Regions from separate parts of the Gossypium hirsutum genome. Here region 2 is linked to region 1. The links are chromatin contacts, called in public Hi-C maps. All regions are on one chromosome and are shown on one strand. Each heading gives the region's core, a stretch centred on a gene start, on an enhancer-like site or on the middle of the called end of the contact. The rest is flanking DNA. Distances are from core to core; before and after follow the strand shown. Region 1 holds the start of LOC121204598 (pentatricopeptide repeat-containing protein At4g30825, chloroplastic). Region 2 holds the start of LOC107918063 (50S ribosomal protein L35, chloroplastic).

Region 1 (2,741 bases), core at 64-2,563:
ATTTGGAGAAAAGCCTGCTTCTTGCATTGAAACCAATACCTGCTCGGCCTCCTCTAACTTGCCACTTTGACTATAAGCATTAAGCATCACCAACCAATTCTCAAGATTCAATGCGACTTTATCTTCTCTCATAAAGCTGATAACCTCTTCCGCTTTGTCATACAAACTCAACCGTGTATAAATTGTGATCATTGCAGAGTATGCAGACTGACATACAATGCCAGAACTCCTCATTTGTGAAAGTGCAAACTCTGCGTCCCTAACATTCCAACCCTTCTGGTAAAGTCCCATAAGCATCCCATAAGTGGCAACATTTGGCTGAACCCCATGTTCCAGCATCATTCTAAACCACTTAGCACCCATTTCAACAAGCCCCCTTTTAGAACAGGCGTATATGATTGTATTGAAAACCTGAAAATCAAGCTCACAGCCGGAATCGCATTTTGCTTGCCTAACCATTATTTCAGCAGCGTCCCAATCTTGTCTCCTGCCCAAAACTCGAAGAACCAATCTATAAGCCATCACATTTCCATCTAATTTCCCATTGCTCCTCAGCCACTCAAAAAATCTCAAAGCATTACCATCATTAGACTTCTCAAGCCTTTTCAATATAGAATTACAATGCTCCAAATTCAAGTCAGGCTTTATAGCAGTATAATCAACATCCAACCCGCTATTTCTACACACGAAAAGATCTCCTTTTTCTACTTCGTTACCGTTCCTTCTGGAACCAAACCTGAAACCCACATTTCTTGTTATCCCTTTCTCGCGGTTTTGACCTTTTCGGCCCTCAACAAGTTTTGGGTTTTCATTCACTAATTCATTTTCGGAAGAAAAAGGGGTATCTCTATCGACTGGGTTAGGGTCAGGAACGTTGGCGGGTTCGACTCTAATATGTTTGAGCCTAGTCAAAGAAGTGAGCATGGAAGCAGCTCTTGCGACATGAAAACAACTGGTGAATGAAAAACTGGAACATTGATCAGGTAAATGAGACGGGTTAACGTAGAAGCTGAGTTTCTTTGAATCGACAGAGTCCCAAGAAAGGGACAATTTCAAAGAAGCCATAGTTGTTATAATTACTGTTATCGGATTTTGAAGAAAAAATTATGCATCACTTTTGTGGATGAATGGAATTAAAGAAGAAAGCAGTAGAGAGAAGGCTATTGTGCATACCTTGATGATGGGATAAAGGAGGTTGAAGCAGTGGAGCAAAATAACCGTTTCTGGATCTTCTTGCTTTTTTTCTTCTTCTTCTTTTTTTTTTTTTTAAATTTCCTTTTCTACTTTACAGCCATGACAAACAATCGGTTTACATTACAACAGTAACAAACAGAATAAATAAATAAAAGTTAATTTACTTTTTAAATGGTTTAATTTTAACTAAGCAATAAATTTTTAAATTTTTTAAATAATATGTGAAAATAGTGAGATAGCATTGCATTGTATATGTAATAATATATTTATCGATCATACTTTAAAAAATAGTAAAAATAATAAATTTATTAATAATTATTTGGTCAAGACTAGAATTTTAAAATTCATTAAAATTCAAGGACTAAAAGTAATCAAATTAAAGTATACTAAATTAAATCTACAACTTACATATAATATAAAAACTAATAGTAAAATTTAGCTCATAAATAAATACAGCTCTGAGGTAATTTTAATTATAAACTATTTTTCAACCGGTAATTAAATCCCTTTTATTAATTTAATCTTAAAAAGTGAATAAATAAAAATAATAAAATATTTATATTTGTTAACCATAATCAAGCAGCAGTAAATAAATATGACTAAATTAATGATGAAAAAAATACACGTGAATCATACTTTTACTTATTTCAAGTCACTAACATTGATCAACATTCCTACTATCAAGTAACCCACTAAATTTATGTTTATATAGGAGGTTATGTCACTTTACCTTGTATTATCAAGCATAATAAAAAAAAGGTGGGATAATTTTGTAGATTATATTAATAATTCATTTTGATTTTGATAACAAAAATGGTTACAGTCTAAGTAAACGAAACAAGACCATTCATATGATGGATGAAGTTGGCAAATCTCTTGAAGTATTCAACTTCAACCCCGATATTATAATATTTTAGTAGAATAAACGACAGTGGCCTTGCTATACAGCAATTGGGTTGAAATGTTGTTCGTATGAGAAGCCACCCAAAAACCCAAGTCAGCTAGAAAAAGAGTGAAGGTGGATAAAGAAAGGGCGTTGAATTGAACAAATTGGGAGATGGCAAGCCATTGGGCTGTCTCTGCCTTGGGTAGATTAGATCAAAGTCAATTGGTTCCCCCTACCCAAAAGTCCAAAATTAAATAAAGTGGGATATCTTACGTAGTTTCTTTTTTTCGAAAATTTTAATTTATTAAACCCCACAATTTTCACCTTATCCCCACCCATCCCAGCAACTACTCTCCACCTTTCAGGTCCAATTAGCCTTCTTTTGGGGTCTGTTGTTCTAAGCCCAAATCTCCGCCCCCCCCGACTCTCTCTCCGTCTTTCTCCTCTCCTGCAAAACCCTAGATCTTTCACCCTTTCAACGTCGTTTTCCGGCCTTCTTCTCGCTCCCAGATCGCTTCTCGTTTGGGCTGACTGGTAAAAATCTCATCACCTTACCTAATTTCTCCGTTGACTGAAATTTTGGGTGTTCCTTTTTCTCTTTGATTTTTTCTTTATTTAATGCTTGCTTCGTTTTTTTGAGTTGGGGATTTTGATTTTAAAC
Region 2 (2,700 bases), core at 171-2,670, 940 kb before region 1:
AAAATATTATAAATTCAAGAACAGTTAATTAAAATGCCTAATTAAACTTAGACAGAAGTTTAAAATTAACAAATTTATAAATTGAGAAAAATGGTGGGATTGAAGATATCAACTCTGACAACATTATTTTTGAGAAAAAATAGTACTAGTTTCAGGCTTTAGTGTTTTCATGCCTTAATCATTTATAGTTCAAGCACTATAGAGAGATTGATATCGAGGCCATGACATTTAATAATTCCAACTACATTAATTGAATGAGCCAAAGAACAATGTGAAAGATATTATTGAAAGTCATTTTGAGTACAAAAAATTTTAAAAATATTTTTATATTTACTTTTCAAAGTTTTAAAATTTTAAAATATTTTTTAATAATTATGACTAAAATGATAAATTTTATAATATTAAAGGCTAAATTTGATGATTTTTTTAAATTTAAAATCAAATTGATAAAATTTAAAAACATTAAAAAATTAAATATAGAGCAAACTTAATAGTTAAGTGACAATTTTTATACATTATCCATTTATATATAATATAAATATTAGATAAAAAGATAATTATAAAGTTTACAAATAAAATGTACTAAAAAAAGTTTACAAATGAAGGATAAATAAGTCGCCATAAATGAATACATCACAATAAATAAGAAAACATCAAATGCATTTGAATTTAGACAACCTTGTAGAAGTAAAAACTTTGTTTTATATTTTTATTTTTTTAAAATTATATATATTTAATTTTATAATAATATAAATAACTTGTTATTTTATAAATAAAAAACGTATAAACTTACTAAAAATACATCTAAAATGAATTTAAATATATGATTGTCCAAATTCAAATGTGTCAGGACAACAATTTATCCACGTTCATCATTGATATAAAAAAATATACTTTTCATTAATTAATATATTTTTAAAGTTTTATTTTTTTTATTTTTTTCAGTACATGGTATACTGAGGCTGTCACCATTCACCATTGGATTGAACATCAGTACTACATTAGTATAAACTAATAGTGTTAGTGTAGAGATATTAATATGGGTGATAAAATGCAAGTTCAAGTATCAACTAAACTCAAAAAAATTTAGATACCAATTAAATATTTTTGAGCAAATTTAGAGCATAAATTATATATTAACAAAAAAAAAACATCTTTTCTTTGTTTCCATTTCCAAATTTAGAACTTTAATTGAAAGTATAGAGGGAATATAAAAGTTTGTATTGATTGTTTGAAGTGATGAAGTAAGAAAATAGATTTATTTGAGATTGGTGGTTGATATCATTAATTCATTTTATTTGTATTATCATGATTTCTTTTTTCTAAACATGCTTAATTAGCTGTTAATCAAAATGTACCCAAGCTGTTAACCAAATTTTCTTATTACATATTAGGAAATAAATTCAAAAGAACTAAGGCCACAAACAAATGGCGAATATTCCGCAGCAGCATGGCAATCCATGAGGACGCAACGTCTGAGACGGCAGTTTTCTGCGGTTCTATCCTAATCTACTACTTTCCCACATACAATAATAACATCCTTAGCTTCAACACATTCATTTCATTCTTCCTCAATGGCTTCTTCTCTCAATTTAACCACTCTTTCTCTTACTTTACCCATTCCCCATCCTCATCCTCATCCCCATCCCCATCCCTTCTCATCCACTCGACTTCCTCGTGGCTCGCTCCAACTCCTCCAATTCAACAAGGTGGGCAAAGCCTTGAAACTCAGTTCCTCTCAAACCATCTCTGCTTTTCCTTCCTTTGCTTCCCAGGCCCTTCCCGCTTTCGCCCCTGCCCCCCAAACACTCCAATCCCCCACTGTCTTTGCGGCTAAAGGCTACAAAATGAAAACCCACAAGGTACTTCTCTCTTTCTTCTCTTTGCTTCCAGTGAATTTGGTTGCCATATCCAGGAAAACTTGTGCCAAAAGAATCCACATTTTTAGAATTCAGCAAATTTAAAAAATTTTATGAATAGATTTAGTTATTTGCTTTGCTTTTCTAATGGATACCATGTTGTCATATATATGGTTTATTAGGCTTCAGCAAAGCGATTCCGGGTGACAGGACGAGGGAAAATAGTAAGAAGGAGAGCTGGGAAGCAGCATTTGTTGGCTAAGAAGAACACCAAGCGTAAATTGCGCCTCTCCAAAATGGTCAGTCTTTTTTCCCCTTTTCGCCTCAGATTCTACTTTGTTATTATTATTAATAATTATTAAAATCCTTTTATCTTTTAGATAGCCTGACTGCTAATTCCTCCAAATTAATGCTGCGTTTTGGTTCTTGCATAGAAGGGATAAGCAACTGTGGGATATGGATTTGTAGCTTATACTTTTAATTTCTTAATTCCAAGCTCCTTATCATGACTGTTATCTTGTGTCAAACAAATAAAACTTAAACTGCAAGGAGTGGTTGGTGGGATGTAAGAAAGCCAATAAGACATTGCAATGAGAAAATTCGTTAAGGAAACTGAATAATTATTGTTTTTACTTTTGAAAGTCTTAGAATGAGGCTCACTTTTTTCTAAAAAAAAAAAATCTCCCAAGTTTTGGTGGATCTTCCCCTTCTTCTGGTTTCCCCAACTTGAATAGGAATTTAGTCCTGCTATTCTGTCTCTTGGCTCTAATACAGTTTACCAGTGTGGTTTGGATATGTAGATGAGCTCTGCCTTGGCATTTCAAGATTTTCAATCAGACAG

Evidence for each region. Hi-C and Micro-C count contacts between places; a contact is called where the count stands out from the background.
Region 2: a Hi-C map of leaf shows a contact between it and region 1, with 5 times the contacts expected there. The contact joins the promoter of LOC107918063 here to the promoter of LOC121204598 in region 1. A contact is called at or near these places in 4 of 34 Hi-C or Micro-C datasets (hypocotyl and leaf).

What each region holds. Positions count from the first base shown.
Region 1 is chrA08:44,900,407-44,903,147 of Gossypium_hirsutum_v2.1, reverse strand. It overlaps LOC121204598 (pentatricopeptide repeat-containing protein At4g30825, chloroplastic), which reads right to left and starts at 1,313. Exons shown (of 2, transcript XM_041074728.1): 1 at 1-1,313. The coding sequence starts at 1,065.
Region 2 is chrA08:45,840,642-45,843,341 of Gossypium_hirsutum_v2.1, reverse strand. LOC107918063 (50S ribosomal protein L35, chloroplastic) reads left to right here and starts at 1,420. Exons shown (of 3, transcript XM_016847568.2): 1 at 1,420-1,862; 2 at 2,042-2,158. The coding sequence starts at 1,575.